Linked DNA regions of Sus scrofa: region 2 is linked to region 1. Evidence: chromatin contacts called from public HiChIP or PLAC-seq data. All regions are on one chromosome and are shown on one strand. The core of a region is the stretch at or near the end of the contact, and the rest is flanking DNA. Distances in the headings are between cores, read along the strand shown. Region 1 overlaps RERE (arginine-glutamic acid dipeptide repeats protein). Region 2 overlaps RERE (arginine-glutamic acid dipeptide repeats protein).

Region 1 (6,888 bases), core at 1,641-4,140:
CGGGAGTGGACAGGAAAGCAAGGCACTGAAGGACCTTTCTCAGGAAGAATACTGAGGACTTGGTGATTTGACTTGGGGGTCAAACGGAAAAGGTCGAGTCACAGATGATGGTACCATGACCGGCAGTGGTGGTCCCTGTGGACTCTTACCTCCACTTTATGGAGCGTGTGGTCTTAGTGCATGGCATGGAGTTCGGAGCCTGGGTCTGAATTCTGCCTTTACCTCTGAGGAGCTGGGTGATCTTGGTCTGCTTACTTAACCATCTGTGTCTCAGCTTCCTTGCCCATAAAATGGAGATAATAATAGCACCCCCACTCTAGGCTGTGAGGCTCTTGGCATTAGTAGGTACTTAGTAACTATTGAATGGATGCTGTTCAAAGGATTATAACAGGTGGAAGAATCAGGATTTGAGCTCAAGTTTGCCAAACTCCGTGTCATCCTGCTATTCCAGATTCAGCCTCTCAGACCCTCATTGTGCCAGCCCCTGGTCGGATGGCAGAGTCCTGCCATCCCATCACCTGAGTGCCCACTTCGGCTTTGTGTAGACCTCCCTGTCCCATAACCCGCTCCCCATCCTCCACCCCCTCCCCCTCCACATCTGTGAATGTGGTCTGCACTGCGTGATCTGGCCTTGGAGAAGGCGTTTTGGACAACTACAGGCCATCCCTCCTCTTGGCTCTGGTGAGCTGCCCTTTGCTACTTTAGGCTTGGCTGACTAAACTCTCAGATTGTTCTCCCTTTTTTTTAAGGCCGCACCCTTGGCACATGGAGCTTCCCAGACCAGGGGTCGAATCAGAGCTGTAGCCACTGGCCTACAGCACAGCCACAGCAACTCAGGACCCAAGCTGCGTCTGCGACCTACACCACAGGTCACAGCAACGCTGGATCCTTAACCCACTGGGTGAGACCAGAGATCAAACCTGCATCCTCATGGATGGTTCATTTACCACGGAGCCACGACGGGAACTGCAGGTTGTTCCCTAATACTGCATTTATCTTACCTGCTAAAAATGAATCAGTTTTAATAAAGGTCCATGGCTAACCTTTTTTTGTTATTATTTAAAATTTCCTCCGTAGTGTTAGATGCTCCTTAAATACTTAAATTCTTAAGGAGTGGATTACAAAGCAGTAATGCTGAAGGCTGAGAGTGAGTTCAGGTCCTCCTCATCCCAATGCTGGGTTCTCTCACCAGCCTCTTTAGCTGCCTTGCAGCCAGTCTGACCCTAAGGTACGCGGAGGGCCACACTGCCCCGGGGCAGTCCCTGTCTTCTCTGCTAGCCTACAGTTGGGACCAGAACTCTTCAGCCTGGCCTGAAAGGCTCGCTGCAACCTGATCCGCTCCTGCCTCTTCAGTCTTATCTGCTGGCACTCCACTCTGCACACCCTGTTCTTCTTGCAATTCCCAGAATGTTCTGTGTGCCCTTCCTGGCTGACTCGTGGGCTTGGAGCCCTGCTGGAGCCCACCTGTCCGGTTCATGCTCTTCCTTGTCACTTCCTCTAAGACAGTAGCAGAGCAAGTAGCTTCCTCCTCCTGGCCCCACCTACCCCTTTGTTCCTCTGCCTAGAGATTGATCTGTTACCTGCTTGCCAGGACCGCTCCCTGAGGGCAGGGCAGTCTCATCCGTCCCCATTCCCCCAGTGGAGATGCTCCGCACATGGCCCACGATGCTGCCGAGCGTAGGAACGGCGGTACTTCTGCAAGTGTCAGCGGTCACTCTTCCTCAGCGGAGAAGCACAGCTTGCTTCTCTCTTGCGCCTTGACGGATTTTTCCTTTTGAACTAACTATACGAAGTATATTGAAAACTGACAATGATGAGTCATATCTTAGAAAGGGGTGAAATCAGAAAATGCAGAGCCTCCAGGAATGGAGTAGGAGGTTGCAGATCGGTCTCGCAGGCCAAGTCTGGCTCTTGGCTGAATTTGCCCGGCTGGTCTCAAACACGGGGAGTGGGAGGGACTCTCCTCCCGGTGGGCAGGTGATTTATTGGCTGGGAAGCTTCCGCGGTGATTTAGTTGTGAAACGGCGCCCTGCGAGGTGCCGGCTAATGCCTGGGCCGGGCGGAGCGGCCGCCCACGATCCGGGGCCGGAAGGGACCGCGGGGGTCGTCCGGGCCAGCCCCCTACTTTGCTGCCCGGGGGCGGCGGGGGCGGCGGGCGTGCGCTGCTGACTCTGCCCTCGCTCGCAGTGGGAGGCCCGGAGACCGAGCGGCCTGGGACGGGCCCCGAGCGCCGGCTGGGCCCCCGCCCCCGCCCCGCGGGCGCCCTCTGCTCGCGCCCGCCGCCGTGGGAGGAAGTTTCCGTGCTCGGCCGCCCGGGCCGCCTCCCGCTGTTCGGAAGGAGGAACCCGAGGTACCGGCGCCGGGCTCCCGGGGGCTGGGGCCGCGGGGCCGCCGGGCGGCGGGGCGGGGGCCGGAGCCGGGCCGGCGGGCGGCGCGGCGATCCAGGCCGCCTTTTGCAGCCGCCCGCGGCCGCGCCGGGCTCTGCGCGCCGCTCGCGCCTCCTCCCCCGGCGGCGGCGGCGGCGGCGGTGGCGGCGGTGGCGGCCCCAGCCCCGCGCCCCCCGCGCCCCGCGCCGCGCGGCCCCGCCGCGGTCACACGCCGAGCCGCCCGGCTGCCGCCGCCACCGCCGCCGCCGCCGCCCTGCGCTTTGTGGAGCCCGAGCCCGAGCCGAACGACTGGCCGGCCTGCGCCCCGAGTGCGGCCCGCGGCGGCCCGGCGTACCTGTGGCTGCCGGGGTGGGCCGCGCGGGCCCCGGCTTCGGGCCCCGAGGTGGGGGCCGGGGGAACCGGGAGTGGCCCCGCCGCGGCGGGAGGGGCAGCCCGGGAGGAAGGGGACAAAGTGAAAGTCTGCGGAGCGTCACGGAAACGGGCTGGGGAGGGCGCGGGCGGAGGGAAGGGTGCTGCCGGCTCGTCTCCGCAGTCTCGCCTCGGAGGGGCTTTTAGTGACGGCGGAGCCGCAGGCCGGGCGCCCGGCTCCCGTGGGCTTCCGCGCGGCCCGTGCCTTCCGGGTGAATTCCGCCCCTTGACCAAGGGGCCATTAATCCTCTAGGGTGCCCTTCTGGAGAGAAGTCTCCAGGTTTGGTGCTGTTTGCTCCTACGGCTCGACACCCTGGGAAGCCTCGTTCTCAGATGGAAAACCAGCTGTGCGGTTTTCTTGAAACGCGGAGCGTATTCGTTGTTCATAACCTTCGGCGACCGATGCCCGGAGCGGAGGCACCGAGGGCACCGACTGCTTCTGCCTTCGGCGGCGGATGCTCTCCTCCCGAGCCTGGCTGGTGTGCGGGACGAGGGCCTGCCCGGGCGGGGGTCCCAGCTGCTGCGGAAATATTTCCCCAGCCTCTATTCCCCAGCTCAGACTTTTTCGTGGTTGTTATTCTGCTGATTGCAGATATCTTTGCTTTGCTGACATCCTGTTTTGTTTTTGGTTTTTACATCCCGTTTGTTGTGTCTTTTTATCACAGAAACGCTTCGTTAAGGGGCTCAGGCAGTACGGCAAGAACTTCTTCAGAATTAGAAAGGAGCTGCTTCCCAATAAGGAAACAGTAAGTACAATTGGACTTTATGTAACTTGATTTTTTTCCTCTTTGCTCCCGCTGCTTCTCGCCCTTGATCTTATGAAATGGTTTCCTTTAACCCTGCGTTGTGCTCAGACTCAGGCTGGCCTCTAGGATCCAACTCATTTTCCTTGCTTCACTTTTAGATTTTGCTCCTGATTCTAGATAGTGAAGTGACAGGTTATGCTTAGCCCACCCCCACTCCTCACCCCTAAGAGAGTGGATTTCTCGGCAGAAAAGTCTTTGGCAGCAGGGGGTTAATGGGAGGAGGGGAGTTGGGAGTGTTAGGGAGTTAGCATCTAATTTTAAATATGGTGGCTGAAATAGGAAGTATCATTTATCATTAGCTTGGATTTGGTTATTGACAAAAGTCATCAACAAACAGTGGAGCTAAGGGGTTTGCGCTCCAGTATAGTTTGAATTCTCTGGAGACTTTTTATTTAACGTTCTGAAGAGTAGTTTTAACTACTTTGCACTTTTCAGTAGACAGATACGCAAGGGTTCCTATGCATTGCTTAAAATAAGACTTTTAAAAATTGCTTTGGTATTTCTCAGAGCTGATTCTCAGCTCTGATGAAAGCTATTGCTAAACTTGGGTTTGCTAAGGAAACTTGGGGTGAAGTTATGTGATGAGAATGCTAGCAGGAGATTCATTCTGTCTTAGCTGAATTTACTGTAATTTCCTCCAGGTGGCATTGGAGGGGGGTGGGAGAGTCTCCTTGTGGCTGTAGGCCCAGGAATGGGGGCGCCTGGTGCTGGAGTAGGGTCAGCCGCTTAGCGGTGTCTGTGGCGGAAGTGGAAGTGTGCTTCAGGACCTGGGGGTGGGAGGCATGTGGCTGGACTCTGAGTTGCTTCCCCGATTCCCGTCTCTGAGAGGAGACCATCCAAGAAAAATACCCTTGATAAAACCTGGTGGCCCAATGTGGTTTTTGGTTTCCTAGTTGGGTATTATTTATTGATTTCCTCTTCTCCAATTTTGATTCTTCATTTAAAAAAAAAACCAAAAAACTGTTTCTGGATTGTTTTTGTGTACAGTATCTTATAAACAGACCTCATAATAGAGAAGAAAGATTCCAAGATTTCAGATACAGCCTCGTATAAATTGGTGGTTTGCATTAATTCATTATAATTAAACTTTTAATAGTTATTATACATCTAAATATGCTGAAATGAGTTCATTTTGATGATTTTTTTTTAAAAAGCTGTTTGTAGACATTAAACTGAAATACTTAACTTATTTTTTCGCTCTTTCCAGAACCAATTAGGAAGAGGTATTCAGTTATTTGAAGTAAAAACTAAAAAAGCCTTGGAGTTCCCATTGTGGAGCAGTGGTTAACGAATCCGACTAGGAACCCTGAGGTTGCGGGTTTAATCCCTGGCCTGGCTCAGTGGGTTAAGGATCCGGCGTTGCCATGAGCTGTGGTGTAGGTCCCAGACGCGGTTCGGGATCCTGCGTTGCGTTGCTGTGGCTCTGGCGTAGGCTGGCGGCTACAGCTCCGATTAGACCCCTCGCCTGGGAACCTCCATATGCCGCGGGAGTGGCCCTAGAAAAAGCAAAAATACAAAAATAAATAAATAAAGAAGCCTTTGCCCAAGTATAGGAATTTTGGTGAAAGTGAGAGAGATCTTTGAGTAGATTTGAGCTGACGTGAGGGCCAGAGAGCATCGCTTCTCAGTTCTGCTTTTCTTGCGCTCTCTCCCTGTGCTGGACTAAAAGTTGCAAACCATGAAGAATTTGATACAAGGTATCCCTCAACATTTAGTTTATCTTCTGTTTCAATAGCAAGATTAAGAGTGGACACCAATACCACTTGGAAATGCCAGACAATTTGCATTTTATCTCCCTTGTGGAAAGGGATTGGAATGACCTTTAACCTAAGTAGAGGTCTTAGCTGTTTCTCCTCTTGCTCTTGGTTGTACCTCATTCTTACTGATGGCGTCTGACTCCAGAAGTAGCTTTTTCTTTCCTGCAGAGTTCTCAGCAAGCCAGCCTTTTGCACAGGTTCTCTGGTCTCTAACGGACGCCTCTCTCCTGAGACCCTACCCCTTCACTTCTGCCCTCTCCTGTCTCCCAGCCACACAGCTCCCCTCCTGAGATTGTGGTAGGATAAATCTCAGTATTCCAGGCAGCTGGGAGAGGCACTCATATTTTCTTCGTTATCAACGTGGCAAAGCTAATCATTCACAACTCATAGGGAGGGGAGGGCAAAGGTTATTTTTCATTTTTGCTGCTGAAGCTGAGAAAATTTGCAGGTACTACTGTTCTTGGTTCAAAACTTCCTTGGTAGAAGTCTTCGTAGGGTCATGCCTTTTCTTTTAAATATAGCAAACCGTCTAATCTAGATACTTTCCACATTCTCTTCTATTTACCAGAATTATTAACTCATTTCTTTGCTATTCTCAACTGACGTGAAACTTCAGAAGGGTGTCAGCATCCAAAAGAACACGCCTGATTGGGCCTGGGCATCGGGTCAGCTGACCTCTGTTCTATTCTCGGCCTTACCAGCAACTATAGCACTTGCTGATCTCTCTTAACGGGACAGTCTGCTTTGAGCTGTTCCTTGGCAAGCTCAGGTGAAACCCTGACCAGGTCTGGGACGTTATTTTCTTGCGAGTAGTGTCTTTGCGTGAGAATTGTGTAGGGGTTGCTCTCTTTATCAGATGTTAGCGCATCTTTGGCTGTCGCTGTGCCTGAGACCAAAGGGATGGTTCTCGCCTCCTCTGCCACTTCCCTGCTATGGGCTCCTAAGCAGATTATTCATCCCCTCTGTCCTTTAATGTCATGTCTGTAAAATGGGCTGATCCTCCTACACCTTAGAATTCTTTTGAGACTCTCAGTGAGATAGCATCTATAAAAGAGGGCATGAAAAAAAGGGGGAGTTTCCGTCATGGTGCAGCGGAAACGAATCCGACTAGGAACCATGAGGTTTCGGGTTCAATCTTGCCTGGCTCAGTGGGTTAGGGATCCAGCGTTGCCACGTTGCGCTCTGGTGTAGGTCACAGCCGCAGCTCGGATCTGCCGTTGGTGTGGCGTAGGCCGGCAGTGGTAGGTGTGATTGGACCCTAGCTGGGAACCTCCATATATGCCTCGGGTGCGGCCCTAAATAGCAAAAAAAAAAAGGGGGGGGGGTGCGTGAAAACACTTGAAAATGATTGTCCTTCTTGTCTGCCCCCAATTCGATGTGAAGTAGCCAAGTGCTATGCAAAGTACAGAATTATTTCCCTCTTGTAAACATAGTGAGCCTATATAAAAAGAAATTGCCTGTGTTTCATTAATCTATCTTGCAGAAAACCCTTTAATTGAAAAGCAGAGCAGATGGAAAGGCACCCCCTGG
Region 2 (6,725 bases), core at 1,398-3,897, 78 kb before region 1:
GATGCCTGGGATCAGATGAGCTCTGGGGAACTTGCCATCAGAGAAGATTTTAGAAAATTATGATTCTGGATTTTAATGACTTCCTGTCTTGACCTTTGCCTTTATGTTTGAATTTGGAACATTAACTCTTCCAGCGCTGATGGTCTTTTCCTTTGAACAAATACCGAATTTTGTTCCCCCTGGGCCATTTATCAGGCCTGCTTCAGGTCAACCTTGCTTGAAGGGGCTGGCCTTCTGTCACAGGGGATTTGACTTAATCTTGCAGTGAGTCACTTCTTTGCTATTTGTGGCTAGGCATAGTTGAGTTACAATATCGTAGTCGTTTATTCATTTAGAATCTATGTGGCGAGTGCCCATGGGCTCTGGCCTATAGTGGTAAGCTACGGTCAGATGCGACGCCTGCCCACATGGTGCTTGCGGTCTCAGCACGGAAATGAACTGTTAAATCATGACCGTGGCAAGAGGCTGAAGGAGAGCTGGGTGGTACTTTGGGGACTCATAACAGCGGGGTTATCTCCTATCCTCAGGCCTGCCAGGGCTTCGCGCTAATAATAGGAATGACTCCTGTGCAGCAGGCCCTCTGCCTTCTTTCCATGGGTCGCCTTTTATTTTTACCGCAGTTCCATAGAGTCGCTGTTACAAACTTGATTTTGTAGATGTGCTCAGAGAGACTGAGTTGTGTCCTCAGCATCACACTGAGAGCCCACAGAGTCTTGGACTAAAATTTTAATCTGGGCTCATTGGACTCTGCACGTGGGCATCTAGACTCCAGTGTGTGTAACAGCTCCGCGCTCCCACTGGCGGGTGGCTGCATCCTGGGACAGCCTGGCTATAGACAAAACTGGGATTTTACTCCAATTTAGGGAAATGTTTTTCTTTCCAACAGTGAATGGGAACATGTAGTGGAACAGAATTTAGATGTTCCTCTGGGGTGCAGCAGGTTGAGAATCCGGCATTGCTGCTGCTGTCGTGCAGCTCGCAGCTGTGGCACGGGTTTGATCCCTGGCCCAGGAACTTCGGCATGCTGTGGGTGAGGCCAAAACAAAATATATATGGATTTATTTATTTGCTTTTTAGGACTGCACTTGGGCACATGGAGGTTCCCTGGCCAGGGGTCTAATCAGAGCTACAGCTGCAGGCCCACTGCCACAGCCACAGCAATGGATGATCGGAGCCGAAGCTCACAGCAACGCTGGATCCTAAACCCACTGAGTGAGGCCAGGGATCGAACCCACCACCTCATGGTTACTAGTTGGATTCGTTTCTGCTGAGCCATGACGGGAACTCCTATATGGATTTTTGAGAAGCTGTATCAGACTTAAGACATTTTGGAGTTCTGATTGTGGCTCAGAGGACTAAGGCCCCAATGTTGTTTCTTTGAGGATGCAGGTTTGATTCCTGGCCTCACTCGGTGGGTGAAGGGTCTGGCGTTGCATAGCAGAGTCCACAGATGGGGCTCAGATCTCGTGTTGCTGTGGCTGTCATGTAGGCCTCTGCTGCAGCTCTGTTCACCTTGGCTGGGAACTTGCGTATGCTGCAAATGCAACCATAAAGGCAGGAAGGGGGGTTCCCATTGTGGCTCAGCGGGTTACGAACCTGACTGGTATCCATGAGGATGTGGGTTTGATCCCTGAACTCACTCGGTGGAGGATCTGGTGTTGTCAGGGCTCAGATCCCGAGTTATCGTGGCTGTGGTGTGGGCCCGCAGCTGCAGCTCCCATTAGACCCCTAGCCTGGGAACCTCCATATGCCTTGGGTGTGGCCCTAGAAAGAAGAAAAAGAGAGGGAGGGAGGAAGGAAGGAGCCAGTTTCAAATTTGTTGAAAAGAAAGCTTTAGAAACAGGTCTTCCTGCTGGAGAAATTTGAGAACTCAGCACACCATTCTGGGCTTCCTTCCTACCAGTCTCTCCTTTTCACTCCTGCCCACTACCCTTGAAAAAGAAGTGATTCTGGTAAATCCCCTTTTTAAAAAATGCGTTTTATGGATGTATAATGGATTTTCAAGGTTGTGTTAATTTCTGCTGTACTCTCGCCTTTTGATTTTCCTAAAATTTGGTGAATTTCATCCTGGACCCACAGTCTATTTCTATGGTCTTTTTCTGAATGAGCTAGAAAGTAGAGCTTCTAGAGTCTTCTTTCTGTTGGTTTCATGTCAGTCTTGCCGCTCAACTTGACGCCCTATAGAAAAGATATGGGCGAGCTACTGTCTGAGCCTTGAGATCTGAAGAACAGATAAAGACGGATCGCTCTGTGATTTCATTCTCACATGACGCTGGCCACAGAGCAGAGGTCTGACTGCACACTTACCGGCGCCAGCCTTCTGGGGCTGGCCACCGCCTGCTCTGCCGTTACCTTCTGGCCGTGCGTTGTGATGGGAAGCGGTCAAGTCAGCTGACTGTGAACGGCCTCTGTTCTGCCAGTTTGTGACCCCATGTTCTTGTCCTTCTCCTTCCCCTGTAGAGCCAAGTCCTTGTCCTAAGCAGTCACCATGACCGTACAGAAATATTGGGTGCCCTGAGCGAGCGTCCACAGACCCTTGCCACCCACACACTGCCCCCTCTTCCAGGTGAAGGAGTGGTTTGGTCTGGGCAGGCTCCTGCTTCCAGCCCACAAGCTCTTCCCAAGGAGCCTGCGGCGTCTGGCCAGCTGCCTCCTTGTCTCCTTTGCATAGATGCTTCTCCCTTTTTGATATTCAGTTGCAGGCTTCCAGCTCCTTTCTGTCCATTCCCTGTTTACTTCTTAGACGAAAACGTTTCCATGGTAACAGGTTACTTTTCAAAGGGAACATCTTGTCATTTTATTTAATCCACTGCAGCTGAAGAGGACTGAAATATTAAGTTGTAGTTGCCATGGATACTGCTTTATTACATCGGTTTCTTTTGTATCAGATTTCATATACAATGAAATTCTCTCTATTTTTTTTTTTTTTTAACTCAAGGAATAAACACAATGACTTACCATTATTGTTGTAATTTGGCTTCTGGGACTATTTTTTCGTATTCCGAAGCAAATATTTGCAGAATAATGGGAATTAAATTCAGCTGTTTTGAAAAAAATATTCATTATTTACATTAACTGCCAGAGAAATTCTACCTCCTTGCTAGTAAAGATGGGGTCTTTTTTTTTTTTTTTTTTTAAATGATTCCCAGCTAAGGATGTCTCAAAAAAGATGACCCAGCAAGAGACATCCCTAGCAAATAGAAAAAAAATATGTGACTTGAGTTAATTCCTTGAATCGCATTGCTCATTAACTGTGACATTCTTTCTTCAGTTACTTGTGCAGCTGTGGGCGGTATATTTTGAGGGAATCTATTTGTGTTTTATTTGACTTTTCTCATGTCTGGCTTGCTTTCTTATCTCTAGTCTGTGAACTAACCTCATCTTTGACTTTGAGCAACTTTTCATTGATTCAGTGCTCTGGTGCATCTTTTGCTCACGCTCCCCAATAGGTAAATTGATTAGTAGCATCAGAAGCTGGACTTGGAGGAGTTCTCTCTCGTGACATGGCCAGTTAAGGATCTGCTGTTGCCACTCAGGTCGCTGTGGGGCTCAGGTTCAGTTCCTGCCCTGGGAACTTCCACATGCCATGGGTGTGGCCTAAAAAAATCTCCCAAACCCTGAACTTGGGACGTGAGTTCATTGTATCTATAGTTCTTTGCCGTTTTACAAGTGTAGCTTTGTGTTCCATAATCGCAGATTATCTGTTCCATAATCACAAATATGCCACTCCCTTCTCTCTTCCCCTGCTGTTCTGAATGCTTGGCAACCAGTAATTTGTTCTCCAACTCGATAAGTTGGTCTCCCCCCATTTTATGGCCACACCTTCAGGAAATATGGAAGCTCCTGGGCTAGGGATTGAATTGGAGCTGCAGCTGCTGGCCTACACCAGAGCCACAGCAACTCGGGATCTGAGCCCCATCCGCAACCTACACCATTGCTCGCGGCAGCACCAGATCCTTAACCCACTGAGTGAGGCCAGGGGTGGAACCTGCATCCTCATGGATACTAGTTGGGTTCTTAACCAGCAGAGCCGCAGCGGGAATTCCATATAATTTTGTCATTTTGATGTTGATTAAATCAGCCTTTAACTTTGATAGGTTTTCTCTGTTAACATGCTTTTCAAACTTAAGAAAGTAACTTTTTGATTATTTTGTCTGCTTTTGGTGCTTGATGTGAACACAGAACTGACTTAGGGAAAAGGATATGGCTTCTGGTAGTGGTTCTGTTTGTAATTAGTTGTGTGATTTTGGTTTAGTAACTTAATCACTGTGTTCTATGGGAGTGTGGGTGGGAGCTCTGACTTTGGAGTCAACTAGAGTTTGAATTCTAGTTTTTCCCACCTGTCAGCTATGTGATCTTGGACAATTTCATAAACTCTCTTCGCTTTGGTTTCCTGTCTGGACAGGTAATAATAGCACCTACCTACCTTACAGGGTCATCCTTAAGGTTAGATAAGAAGATATATGGAATTTGCTTAGCTCAGAATGCCTGGTACTTGGTAAATGTTCAGTGTACACATTTGTTTCGTTATTGATGCTGTAATTACTACTGCTATTATTATCTATTAATGGAGATACTGCCTCATAGAGGTGTCATGGGAATAATGAAATAATGGATGCTCGGCGTAGAGAGTGCTTAGCAGGTGATAACTAGTAGCACTGTTTTGTGTTTGTCATGCAGGTATAAGATGACTGAGTTTAAGACCACGTGCATACGTGAAAACCCCGAGGCAGAGGTGTGCATAGGGGTGTCTTGCATTGTCCTGAGATACGACTTCCATCTTTGGTTGCTTATTACATGTATAATATCCTCTATCTGACTTTACTGGGATTTACACTGTCCTTGGTCTGGATTTTCCTTCTTTAATGGATGGCCACCCTGCTTTTGCCCAAACGTACCTTGTTAATGAAGCAGTGCTGTACAGCAAGCAGAAACTTTGTTAGTAGCTATGTTGTTTTAAACATAAGATAGAATAAAATCTGAATTTCTCTGACTAACATTACTAGCGCTTTCATTAGTATAAAAATATGAATTAAGGGGTTCCTGTCATGGCTCAGTGGTTAACGAATCTGACTATCCTCCATGAGGATGCAGGTTTGATCCCTGTTCTTGCTCAGTGGGTTAAGGATCCGGCATTGCCGTGAGCTGTGGTGCAGGTCACAGATGCAGCTCGCATCTGGCGGTGCTGTGGCTCTGGTGTAGGCCGGCAGCTAGAGCTCCGATTAGACCCCTAGCCTGGGAATCCCCATATGCTGCGGGTGCAGCCCTAAAAAGTGGGAGAAAAAGAAAAGAAAGAAAAAGAATTAAATGAATTAATACATGGAAATGAGATAATACTATAGAGCACCTGTAGAGCAGATAGAAAGTTAGGTCTTGCTAGTAATTGAAGGATTACCCTGGCATTTTCTAGAGTAAAGGCCTTTTGAATTTTAACCTCCAAAATATATGAATATTTTTTGGCATGTGGAAGTTCCTTGGCCAGGGATCAGACCTGAGCCACAGCATGACAATGCCAGATCTTACCCCGCTGTGCCGCAAGGGAACTGTAACCTCCAATGTGTTTTTAAAAATTTGCTCCAGTTAACCTTTACTGGACAGCAGCCCCCAAGTTACTCCTGGTCCCAGGGACTTCCAAAAGTGGCTCCAGACTTTGCCTTCCATTAATATGGGCGCCGTCAGTGCCTGTCCTTTCCTTAGGGCCCTTCTCTGTGTAAAGTGTCATACTTCTGAAGAGGGTACGCGTGTCAGTGTCTCTTTTCCTGAACAAAGTGTAAGGTTCTCATGTTTCATGTTGGGGGGCTGGACTGAGGAAGGAGTGAATGTAGACAGAAGGACAAGTAATAGAAAACAGCAAACAACCAAATCATTATAGTTGGCTTCCAGTATTTTCTGGAGTTCAGAATGTATGCTATCCAGTGCTTCCCAAGGCTGGTTTACAGGCCCCATTGTTAATTTGATCAAATCGCAGCCCTTGAGCGCCAGTCTTTGCCATAGTCCATGTGATGAGGTGGGAAGCCGGATGAAAGGCTGCTGGTGCAGACCAGAGACACACGTGAGTTGAGTCAGAGGCTCAAAGAGCCACTTCTTTCATAGAGCACCATTTTTTATTGGAAAGAATAACTGACAAACTGTGCTCACTCGTTTGGGTAATTGGCAGATATTTTCTTGAAAATGAAGGAAGTGAGCCTGCCATTCTAAGGAAAACAGCTGATGCAAAAATTAGGGCTTTCAAGTAATAGTTAGAATTTTGAAGAACTTGTACCTACTGCTTTGAGCTTTACAGCTTCTCTGTGCTTATAGGCTTTTCCTTTGAGATGTGTGGTGATACTAATGAATGTTATTTTTAAGAAATACTGTGTATGTTGTAACATTTATGTTCCAAATATGCTAACATTTGGAAGATCTGCAAAACTTAGTGAACTAATATTTTCCATCTAGCCAATGAGTGACAAAATCAGTTGAAGATGGATTCAAAGATAGATTTTATTTTATTTTTATTTATTTATTTATTTTTGTCTTTTTGCCTTTTCTAGGGCCACTCCCATGGCATATAAGGTTCCCAGGCTAGGGGTCTAATCAGAGCTGTAACCACTGGCCTACACCACAGCCACAGCAACAAGGGATTGGAGCTGCATCTGCAACCTACACCACAGCTCACGGCAACGCTGGATCCTTAACCCACTGAGCAAGGCCAGGAATGGAACCTGCAACCTCCTGGTTCCTAG

Evidence for each region. HiChIP or PLAC-seq counts read pairs in DNA pulled down with a chosen protein or histone mark.
Region 2: an H3K27ac HiChIP or PLAC-seq map of skeletal muscle shows a contact between it and region 1. The contact joins two enhancer-like sites. A contact is called at or near these places in 9 of 47 Hi-C or Micro-C datasets (brain, heart right ventricle, liver and 3 more) and 2 of 2 datasets of contacts at active chromatin or transcription factors (alveolar macrophages and skeletal muscle).

What each region holds. Positions count from the first base shown.
Region 1 is chr6:69,007,268-69,014,155 of Sscrofa11.1, reverse strand. RERE (arginine-glutamic acid dipeptide repeats protein) reads left to right here. Exons shown (of 24, transcript XM_021095277.1): 12 at 3,461-3,541. Among named protein-coding and RNA genes, the nearest start is that of SLC45A1, 77 kb to the right of the region's middle. Within about 2 kb of position 2,890, at least 58 of the 83 cell types and tissues checked have an H3K27ac peak or open chromatin away from gene starts, as enhancers often do. A contact at or near this core is called in alveolar macrophages, skeletal muscle and subcutaneous adipose tissue, where this site is marked.
Region 2 is chr6:69,084,978-69,091,702 of Sscrofa11.1, reverse strand. All of the region lies in intron 7 of RERE (arginine-glutamic acid dipeptide repeats protein), which reads left to right. Among named protein-coding and RNA genes, the nearest start is that of SLC45A1, 150 kb to the right of the region's middle. Within about 2 kb of position 2,647, at least 23 of the 83 cell types and tissues checked have an H3K27ac peak or open chromatin away from gene starts, as enhancers often do. A contact at or near this core is called in alveolar macrophages, skeletal muscle and subcutaneous adipose tissue, where this site is marked.